Regions from separate parts of the Mus musculus genome. Here regions 1 and 3 are each linked to region 2. Evidence: chromatin contacts called from public Hi-C and HiChIP or PLAC-seq data. All regions are on one chromosome and are shown on one strand. Each heading gives the region's core, a stretch centred on a gene start, on an enhancer-like site or on the middle of the called end of the contact. The rest is flanking DNA. Distances are from core to core; before and after follow the strand shown.

What was found. Hi-C and Micro-C count contacts between places; a contact is called where the count stands out from the background. HiChIP or PLAC-seq counts read pairs in DNA pulled down with a chosen protein or histone mark.
Region 1: a Hi-C map of the P5424 cell line shows a contact between it and region 2, with 2.8 times the contacts expected there. The contact joins two enhancer-like sites. A contact is called at or near these places in 2 of 15 datasets of contacts at CTCF or cohesin (embryonic stem cells and pro-B cells), 82 of 484 Hi-C or Micro-C datasets (the 3T3-L1 cell line, the AML12 cell line, the AtT-20 cell line and 40 more), 6 of 115 datasets of contacts at active chromatin or transcription factors (T-cell acute lymphoblastic leukemia, astrocytes, bone marrow-derived dendritic cells and 1 more) and 1 of 9 other capture datasets (embryonic stem cells).
Region 3: an H3K4me3 HiChIP or PLAC-seq map of bone marrow-derived macrophages shows a contact between it and region 2, with 5 times the contacts expected there. The contact joins the promoter of Tmed5 here to the enhancer-like site in region 2. A contact is called at or near these places in 5 of 39 promoter capture datasets (the HPC-7 cell line, cranial neural crest, embryonic stem cells and 2 more), 7 of 484 Hi-C or Micro-C datasets (B cells, bone marrow-derived macrophages, cortical neurons and 2 more), 20 of 115 datasets of contacts at active chromatin or transcription factors (the HPC-7 cell line, the NIH/3T3 cell line, the SCID.adh cell line and 13 more) and 3 of 9 other capture datasets (adipose tissue, embryonic stem cells and liver).

What each region holds. Positions count from the first base shown.
Region 1 is chr5:108,159,186-108,162,477 of GRCm38.p6, forward strand. Ccdc18 (coiled-coil domain containing 18) reads left to right here. Exons shown (of 29, transcript NM_028481.1): 9 at 2,282-2,573. Among named protein-coding and RNA genes, the nearest start is that of Ccdc18, 28 kb to the left of the region's middle. Within about 2 kb of position 1,791, at least 12 of the 459 cell types and tissues checked have an H3K27ac peak or open chromatin away from gene starts, as enhancers often do. A contact at or near this core is called in DN3 thymocytes, the P5424 cell line, T-cell acute lymphoblastic leukemia and 2 more, where this site is marked.
Region 2 is chr5:107,925,074-107,928,021 of GRCm38.p6, forward strand. The region is part of intron 1 of Dipk1a (divergent protein kinase domain 1A); the gene reads right to left. Among named protein-coding and RNA genes, the nearest start is that of Gm26387, 19 kb to the left of the region's middle. Within about 2 kb of position 1,663, at least 78 of the 459 cell types and tissues checked have an H3K27ac peak or open chromatin away from gene starts, as enhancers often do. A contact at or near this core is called in B cells, DN3 thymocytes, the HPC-7 cell line and 10 more, where this site is marked.
Region 3 is chr5:108,131,346-108,134,636 of GRCm38.p6, forward strand. Tmed5 (transmembrane p24 trafficking protein 5) reads right to left here and starts at 1,275. Exons shown (of 4, transcript NM_028876.3): 1 at 891-1,275. The coding sequence starts at 1,079. It overlaps Ccdc18 (coiled-coil domain containing 18), which reads left to right and starts at 1,569. Exons shown (of 29, transcript NM_028481.1): 1 at 1,569-1,653.

The sequences.
Region 1 (3,292 bases), core at 541-3,040, 230 kb after region 2:
AAAATTTAAGTTAAATTAGGTTAAAGATGTTAACTGGGTCTTCTGACTTTGGTGTTCTATACAACATAATTTTTTCATAACTAATAATTTTGGTCAACTTTCAGAAGGTAATAATCCATTTTTATAATCTTAGACTCAAGGTGGAGAGAACAATCAATATTTTTTCTGTCTAATTGTATCATTATAGCACATTTTCCTTAAGGTGGATACATTTAGTATTTTGGTAGACAAGATGAAGTTATTAGAGTAATTCCTAGAGCCTCATGCTATCAATTATAACTGTATATCTATAAGTATATATACTTTGTCTATATATATATTATATATTGTCTTATATTTTATAAAATAGCTTTTGAACAGATCTTGTTTTTATTTTAAAGTGTGTGTGTGTGCCTGTTTTAGGGGTGAGGAGTTGTACTTGTGAGAACAGTGTCTTTGGAGATCAGAAGAGGGCGTTGGATTTCTAAAGCTAGAGTTACAGACACTGAGCCACTTGACATGGGTGCTGGGATTGGAACTTATGTCCCCCTGTTAGAGTAGCAGAGACTTTTCATTTCTGAGTTGCCTCCCCAGCCTTTGTTTTTCTTTTCTTTTCTTTTTTTTTTTAATTAGGTATTTTCCTCGTTTACATTTTCAATGCTATCCCAAAGGTCCCCCATACCCACCCCCCCAATCCCCTACCCACCCACTGCCCCTTTTTGGCCCTGGCGTTCCCCTGTACTGGGGCATATAAAGTTTGCAAGTCCAATGGGCCTCTCTTTGCAGTGATGACCGACTAGGCCATCTTTTGATACATATGCAGCTAAAGACAAGAGCTCCCGGGTACTGGTTAGTTCATATTCTTGTTCCACCTATAGGGTTGCAGTTCCCTTTAGCTCCTTGGGTAATTTCTCTAGCTCCTCCATAAGGGGCCGTGTGACCCATCCAATAGCTGACTGTGATCATTCACTTCTGTGTTTGCTAGGCCCCTGTTTTTCTTTTCTAAGTACTGACTTTTTGTCTCACTGATTCTTTGCATTTGTTTGTTTCCATTTCAGTAATTCCCTGCTTTCTTTTTCCAAGATGACTTCACTGTGTAACAGCCCTGGGTATCCTGAAACTCTCTCTGTACACCAGGGTGGACTTTATCTCAGAGAGCTGCCTGCCTCTGCCTCCCAAATTCTGGGATTAAAGGCCAGCTCCTCTATTGCCAGTAATTTCTGCCTGGTTTTAATTATTTATTCCTATTTTTTTATGAATTTGGTTTGTTTTTTTCAGAGTTTTCAAGACAGGGTTTCTCCGTGTAGCCCTGGATGTACTGGGACCTACTCTGTAGACCAGGCTGGCCTTAGATCTACCTGATTCTACCTCCTGAGATTAAAGATGTACAGCACCGTGCCCAGCATAAATATCTTTCTTTGCAATTGTTTTCAGAGGAAATTCTGTCTAGAGACATACAGTTTAAGCAGAAGTTTACTTAGCAAAGCAAAGCAAAACAAGCACACTCCAAAGAGAGATTGGAGTGACTTGTCCTGAGGCAGCTGGATAGTAGCCATCAGTCCTCTGTGTGGATACTTAAACTATTTTTGTAGTGGATGACATAGTCATGTGGGTGTAGTAACTTTTTTCCCTCCCAGATCATGGTGAACAAGATCTTTCCATAATCCTCTTGAAAGTTCACAAAGGTGAGAGGGGCACAGTTGTCAAAACCACAATGTGGTAAAAATCCTTTGAGTATACAGTGTTTTGTTAGTATGCATGTGTGGCAGTTAGGAAAGTGCCCTGGCACCTCAGTTTCTCATTAGTGGGAAGACTGCAACTGCAGCTTTAAGTACGTTTAACCACAATGAGGCATTCTTATAGTCAGGACACAGCTCTCACAAGTTCCCTGCTTACCTCAGAGCTTAACCCTCATCTACCAGGTGTTATCATCCTTTTCTCCTTTCTTTCTCACACTGTAGCCCAGGCTGGTCCAGAGGCACTGTATCGCTCAGGCTCTGCTCAAACTCAGAATAGTTGTTTTGTCTTCATCTCTTGGTTGCTGGTAATACATGTGGGCTACTATGCTTGTCCTCTCATCCTTGTATCCCTAGGATAAATGCCATTGGGTCATTGTAACTAATTTTCAGTATGGGCTGTATTCAGTGGACTGGCATTTTGTTGAGGATTTTTGCTATTTTTATGTAGGATATTGGCCTATACTTTTCCCTTTTTTGTTGTGTCCTTGGTTTAAAGTGAGAGTATTTAAAGGTGATTATTGAAAATGTGTGCATATTTCACTTTAATGCTTTTTTCTTCACAGGGAGTTAAAAGAAGAACATTACAGTGGAAAAGAAAAATTAATGATTATGGCAATGAAAAACTCAGAAGTCATGTCACAGTTAACGGAATCTAGACAATGTATTCTGAAGCTAGAGAGGGAGTTAGAGGACAAAGATGAAATAGTACGAGAAAAGTTTTCCTTATTAAATGAAAATCGAGAATTGAAGGTTCGTGTTGCAACACAGAATGAACGACTAGAGTTGTGTCAGCAGGACATTGATAATTCAAGGGTGGAACTGAAGAGTTTAGAAAAACTGATAACCCAGATACCAGTAAGTATGTTTGAAAAGAAATCTAGCCCACCTGACTGTGCAGTGGAAAAGGAACCTGCTGTGTTAAAGAGTGTCAGTCATTCTGTGGCCGCTTTCCTAGCTTCTGTCCTCACCCTTGCTTGCTCAGTGGCGCTTTCATCTGGTACCTATTTCCTCACACTCACCTTTCTTACCCTTTCACCCTTTCTTGCCCTCTGAGATGCATATATAGGAACTGCACAGAATTTTTGAAGAGTTTTATTGAAGGATTATTTATGTGTTGAAAATTCAATCCTTTAAAGTATACTATTGCTGGGTAGTGTTGATGCACGCCTTTAATCCCAGCACTCAGGAGGCAGAGGCAGGTGGATTTCTGAGTTTGAGGCCAGCCTGGTCTACAGAGTTCCGGGACAGCCAGGGCTACACAGAAAACAAAAACAAAAAACAAAAGTATACTACTGAGCTGAGTTTTAGGTTTGTAGCAGTCATTGCAATCCAGTCTTACATATTTTTATTATACCTAAAACTTCCCTTGTGCCTCTTTACAATTAATGCACCCCACTCTGGGAAACCAATAATAGTTTGAATTTTTTTTTAAGATTTATTTATTTATCATATGTAAATACACTGTTGCTGTCTTCAGACACACCAGAAGAGGGCGTCAGATCTCATTACGGATGGTTGTGAGCCACCATGTGGTTGCTGGGATTTGAACTCGGGACCTTTGGAGGAGCAGTCAG
Region 2 (2,948 bases), core at 413-2,912:
GCTGGCACACTCCTTTAACCCCAGCACTTGGGAGGCAGAGACAGGTGGATCTCTGTGAGTTCAAGGCCAGCCTGGTCTACAGAGCAAGTTCTTTTTTTTTTTTTTTCCCGAGACAGGGTTTCTCTGTGTAGCCCTGCCTGTCCTGGAACTCACTCTGTAGACCAGGCCTGCCTCAAACTCAGAAATTCGCCTGTCTCTGCCTCCCAAGTGTTGGGATTAAAGGCATGTGCCACCATGCCCGGCTCAGAGCAAGTTCTTAACACTAACCCTGAGTCCCAAATAGCCAGTACTACATAGGAAAACCCTGCCTGATCTGGTGTGTGTGTGTGTGTATGTGTGTGTGTGTGTACACAAGTCTGTAAAAATAAGATTTATCCAGGTATGTTGGTAGAAACCTGTATTCCAGCACTTGGGAGGTAGAGGTAGGAGAATCAGAGGTTCAAGGTCATTGTTAGTTATACTGAGTTGCCAGACAAGGCTATATAAGATCCTGTCTCAAAGAAGAAAAGCAAAGCAAAACAACAACAAAAAGAAAAACAAAAAGAAAGAAAAGCAAAAATTATTCCTTGCACGCCAATGGGCAAAGCTACACAACAGGCTCCCCTTTGCAATGTTTTGTGTGCGCTGCTCTGATATCTGATCTCAGCTGTTGATGCCTTTCTACATCAGCCATAGATCAAGCCATTCAATATTCAAACGTGGCGGTTGGTCAACACAGCCTGATAGTTACTTTTTGGATCTAGAGTTCCAGTGGTTCGATTTAATAAACAGTAGAACTGAGGTCTACAGATAGAACTGAGCAGAATAAATTAAGGATGCACACACACAATGAAAAGCTAGTTTTGCTTTTATATTCCCAAGCCAGTTTCTCACACTTGGAAACAGTAGAATACTGTGAGCAGGATGAGCTTGCAGAGAAAGCAGAAAGAGACTAAAGAGCCATGGTGCACGAGCAGGAGACAGCAAGCTCAAAGGGAAAACACACCCAACTCAGCAAGCACAAAGGGAAATGGTTCTATCTGCAGTTCAGACATCTGTCCTCAAGGGGTTTCACAGATGGTGAATCCCAGTACAAATAATTCAGGCCTTTGAGGGGTTTGTTTGTTTGTTTGTTTGTTTGTTTGTTTTTGTTTTTTGTTTTTTGTTTTGTTTTGTTTTTTCGAGACAGGATTTCTCTGTATAGCCCTGGCTGTCTTGGAACTTACTCTGTAGACCAGGCTGGCCTTGAACTCAGAAATCCGCCTGTCTCTGCCTCCCAAGTGCTGGGATGAAAGGCGGGCACCACCATGCCCGGCTGAGTCCTTTGAGTTTTATTACTAATTGTAAAAGCACTTTTAATGCAAAACATTTTTATATAGCACTAAGTGAATTCACACACACACACACACACACACACACACACACACACACACCACAAAATTAAATCACATGCAACACAATGGACCCAAGAGGCCTGTCTAAAAATCATTTGAGATTACTGGACCTAAGAAGTGTGATCATCAGCTATAAACTGACACGTGCTAGCATTCTGAGCCTCCACTAAGATTAAAGCCTGCAAAGCATGCTGTGCACCAAGCAGACACACACACACACAAAGTCCCCGTGCAAGAAGAGATCAACAATGCTGCCATTGGCTACAGCCGAAAAGGAAGGAAGCTCTGGATCGGATCAAACCTCTAGCTGCAACCACCCGTTCACAGGAAATGGTGGAGACAGCCGGTAGCACTGGCAACCTTGAAGCAAAGGACAGTTTGTGGCAAACTCCAGACTGTGGGAAACATGCAATACAAAGAGACCATTTCTTCAACAATTAAGTCACAAGGGTTAAGTCTAGACAAGGAGAAACTTAAGATTGGAAAATATTTATGAAACACAAGACAAAACCAACGAACAACAAGGAAACCAAAATGTATGCTAACACAGAGTGGGAAGCTATCAGTGCCCCAACCCGGAGGTAGAACTATAGGCAACTAAGCAACGATGAGCAGGGTAGACAGCCTTCTCAGAGTCACATCAAAGGGTTACCCAACACCACACAGTCAACCCTGAAATCAGTTACATAAATGAACCTTATACGGACTGAGCAGGTAGGTTGTAGTTGTATATTTAGGAATATATTATATATGTATGTACAATTTAAGAAAAAGAAGCCATGAATTCGAGGTGTGTGAGTGTGGTCTGGAGAAAGGAAAGGGAAGAAGAAAATGGTATCATTTTAATTTCAAGAAAAACTAAGAAAATGAAGTTTGAAAGTTTGGAAGTCAGCACTTGGGGCACAGAGGCTGACCTTCTTGAGCTCTAGACCAGTCAGGGCTACAAAGTGAGACCATCTCAAAACAAAACAGAATGAAACAAAGGGAAAATGGTATTGGTGACACAAGTCAAAAGTTTTTTTTTTCTGTGTGTGTATGTGTGTGTGGAGAGGTGTGTATTCAAGTGCCACAGGACAAGTGTGGTGGACAATTTGTGGGAATTAATTCTGTACAACCAACATGTGGCACCAGAGGTTGAATTCAGGTCCCCAGTTTGACGGTGCTAAGTCATCACATCCACACGCCTCTCTCCTCTCTCCTCTCTGTCTCTCCCATCTCTCTCCTCTCTTCTCCCTCCCTCCCTCCCTCCCTCCCTCCCTCCCTCCCTCCCTCCCTCCCTCCCTCCCTCCCTCCTTCCTTCCATCAGGTCCTTCCTCCATTCTAATTTTTTGAGTGCTGGGGACCAGACCCAAGGTTCTGTGCAAGCACGTGTCCCCGGAACTAATCCCTAAGCCTCACAAAGTACCACTAATACTTGGGAGACAATTGATAATTTGAAGTGCTGAGGATCACGCAGGAGGAATAATAAATGGTTTTAGAACTCATGGAAAGAATTTGGCTCACCGGTTAGCACAGCCAGGACGGTGTCTCTCAGTTGAGGCATGGTTCTGAGGACATCATGTTGTTGTGCAGTTC
Region 3 (3,291 bases), core at 25-2,524, 210 kb after region 2:
TTTTTGTATATTATGACTTTAGATACTTCCTGTAATTACTGTAAACATCTATAAATAATCCCAAAGGCTCCACATATAAAAGTTTTACATAAGAATTAAAAAAAGATTTAATAATAAGCGTATTCTGCTGATACTAAAAAGAAAACAATGACACGGGAAGAAAGCTGACAAAGTTCAATGGAAGAAAGGTCATACACTATTATCTTATTTGATTTCAAAGTGATGGATGTACACCCGGGATGACAATGTACCACTAAATACAGCAACAGTCCATTTCAACACATTTCAAAATCTGACTTAGAGATCTTCGCATGGACACAATTCAATACTCCCAAGACTGGGTTTCACTATGCAGCCTTGACTGTTCAGAGATCCACTTGCCTCTGCCACGGGAATGCTGGGGTTAGAGGCGTGTGCCACCACTGCCCAGCCACAATTCAAAACATCGTGCCGATTTTATAATATCGGGATTTGGTGAAAGTGGTGAGAGTGAGTCAAACAAGTGTTATCACTTCGTCCAATAATAAAGAAGAACGTGTATCAACCCCTTACAGCGAACTTCTCAGAACTGTAGGGTATGTAAACTAGCTTGAAATGGCTTGGGGGAATTAAGAAACAAAGAGTAACGCCATTGACGTCACCAGTGCTGGCCTCTTTCCGACCAGAGGAAAGGGAAGAGAGAGGGTAGGTGTCAATTTTAGGACTGGCCAAACTTGTGAGTTCCAGGCTCCCAGGAGCCCCGCTTAAGTACGCCTGCGCCAAGCAGGCCAGTTTCCCAGGAGACCCTCCTCGGATTCACCTCGGTCGCTGTCCCACCTTTTCCAAGTAGGTGAGAGGCGACCATGTGGTGCGGCCCGGCCCAAGGAAGGCTAGCCCACTTCCGCACTTACTTGGTATTCGATCTCCAACGATGCCTTCAGGGGCATGGGCTGGTAGAAACACTCCTTCCGGCCGGCCGGCAGCGTGAAGGTAAAATCACTGTCCAAAGAGGGTGTGAAGCCGGCCGCCCCGCGCAGCAACGCTGCGGGCAGAGCGGACAGGAGCAGCACGGGGAATGGCAGCCACATCCTGCCGCCCATCCCTGTCGATCTCTGCCTGGACGCGTGTAGGGAGGTGCGGGATACTGGTGTCTCCGATTTGAAATCCCGATCTGAGGGAACTTCAGGCAGCGGCGAGCCTCACTCTCTTGGAAGGTGGAAGCACTGCCTTCCACTGGGCCGGGCGAGGGCGGGGCCAGCGTCCCCTTTCGGCTGCCTTCTGGGTTTCGCATCCTTCCTTCACACCAGACTTGTCGGTTTCGGCTTCCCTCACACACGCCAATCAACGTTGGCGGGGGTAACGACGGGAAATGTAGTCCGAGGTGACCACGGCACGCCGCTCATCCGCGCTTCCAGACTCATTTCCCGGCATGCCCTGCGCCCCGCTCCCGTTCGCAGAGCCCCGCGTGGTGGGCGGGGTCGGGGCCCGGGAGGCGGGTCCCAACGGCTGCCGCGGCGGTTCGAACTCGGCGCCTCGGAGGTTCGCTGGTTCTCCTCATCGAGAGTCAGAGGCTTCCATGTCGTGGGCTGCGAGAGTGTCCCAGGCTTCCGAGCGCAGAGGAGGCTCGCGGTGCGCCGTGGTCTGGGGACGCTAACCCCGCCTGCGATCTGGGTGGTGAGCAAACGCCTCCTGGCTGGAAAAGGGCTTTCCCGAGGGGTTTGTTTTCTCTTGGGACAGTCGACCTGCGCCTGGCCTGCTTGTGAGGCGTTTTCTTTTATTTGAGGCAGAATCGGAAAGGAGGCTGCCAGACTTTGCTCTACTCCCTACAGGCAGATGGAGGACCTCTTTCTTGAAATAAAATACTGTATAAAACCATGTACTCTTTCTCAAGCGGAAAGTCCTGTCACAGGATTTTATAGAGTGTAAAGTGCTTGTCCTTCGCTCGATGAGTGTGCGTGTGTGAGAACTCATTTTTCACTAGACTTGAAGATACGGTTGTCAGGGCCGCCCTATAGGTAAGATGATAAGCCTTTCTACGTACACATACTACAGGTAAACGTAGGAAAATGAGGATGTTTAAATACCAGACGTATCCAATTCTGAACGGCTAGAAAATTCTTACGTGAAAATGCACAAGTTGCTGAACGTAAAAGCCTGACTTAAATGGTGTCCTACAGTACTGATCAGCATTTTCTAGTCTCAAGTTTCTTCTTTTCTCTCCTCCATTATTCTGTACGAAGCTAGAGATGTTGCATAGATGTGAAGTAGCATGGATTCCTGAGCCACTGACTGGGGAAGTCTTCCAGCTTATGCAGAAGCAAATTTGTTAAAAAGAAAACCAGAAACAGGGTAGAAAAGGGTAGAAACATTTACATCTACAAAATATCTCGTTTAATTTTAGGCCTCAACTTTTTCCAATAAGGTGCGAGGTGTTTTTTTGTTTTTGTTTTTTTTTCCAATCCACCCTACTCCTGAGAAATTTTGCGTGGGAAATTAATGTACCAGGACCGTTTTTACCTGAGTGAGGGAGGGAGAAGGCAGTTTATTCATTTATCCGTTCAAAATAATTGAGTTTTCCTAAGTGCATTACACTCTTGAACATAATAGGTGGGAATTAATAATATCTGTAACCCAAATTTTAAGAAAGGCAATGAAAGAGGTGCTACAGTGAAAAAAAAATTAAATGGAATATGAGAGAGAAGTGAAATTGTAAGATTATGCAGAAAGTTCTATAGTAGGAGTGGAAATTCTAAAACTTTTTAGTTTTTATTTTAGTAATTACAATAATAAAGCATCCTTTACTGTGATTTCAAGAATATTAATTTTACTCTGTGTCTGTGGGTGTTTGGGATCCTCTGAAACTCGAGTTACAGACCATTGTAAGCTACCATGTGGGGGCTGAGAATATCAGTGGCAACCCTTTGAAAGAGCAATGCCTTTAAACCCAGAGCCATCTCTCCAGCCCATCATGATCTTTCTTTTTTTTTTCTTTTTTTTTTTTTTAAGATTTATTTATTATTTATTATATGTAAGTACACTGTAGCTGTCTTCTGACATTCCAGAAGAGGGAGTCAGATCTCGTTACGGATGGTTGTGAGCCACCATGTGGTTGCTGTGATTTGAACTCTGGACCTTTGGAAGAGCAGTCAGGTGCTCTTACCTGCTGAGCCATCTCACCAGCCCCATGATCTTTCTTTTATGGCCAAGAAACTTAGTTTCATGCTCACAGGTTGGTGCAGCAAACAGTTCACTGCATGTAGTTCTATGAGTTGAACTGCTAACTGTCATTTTTGTTTTGTTTTGTATTTTTTT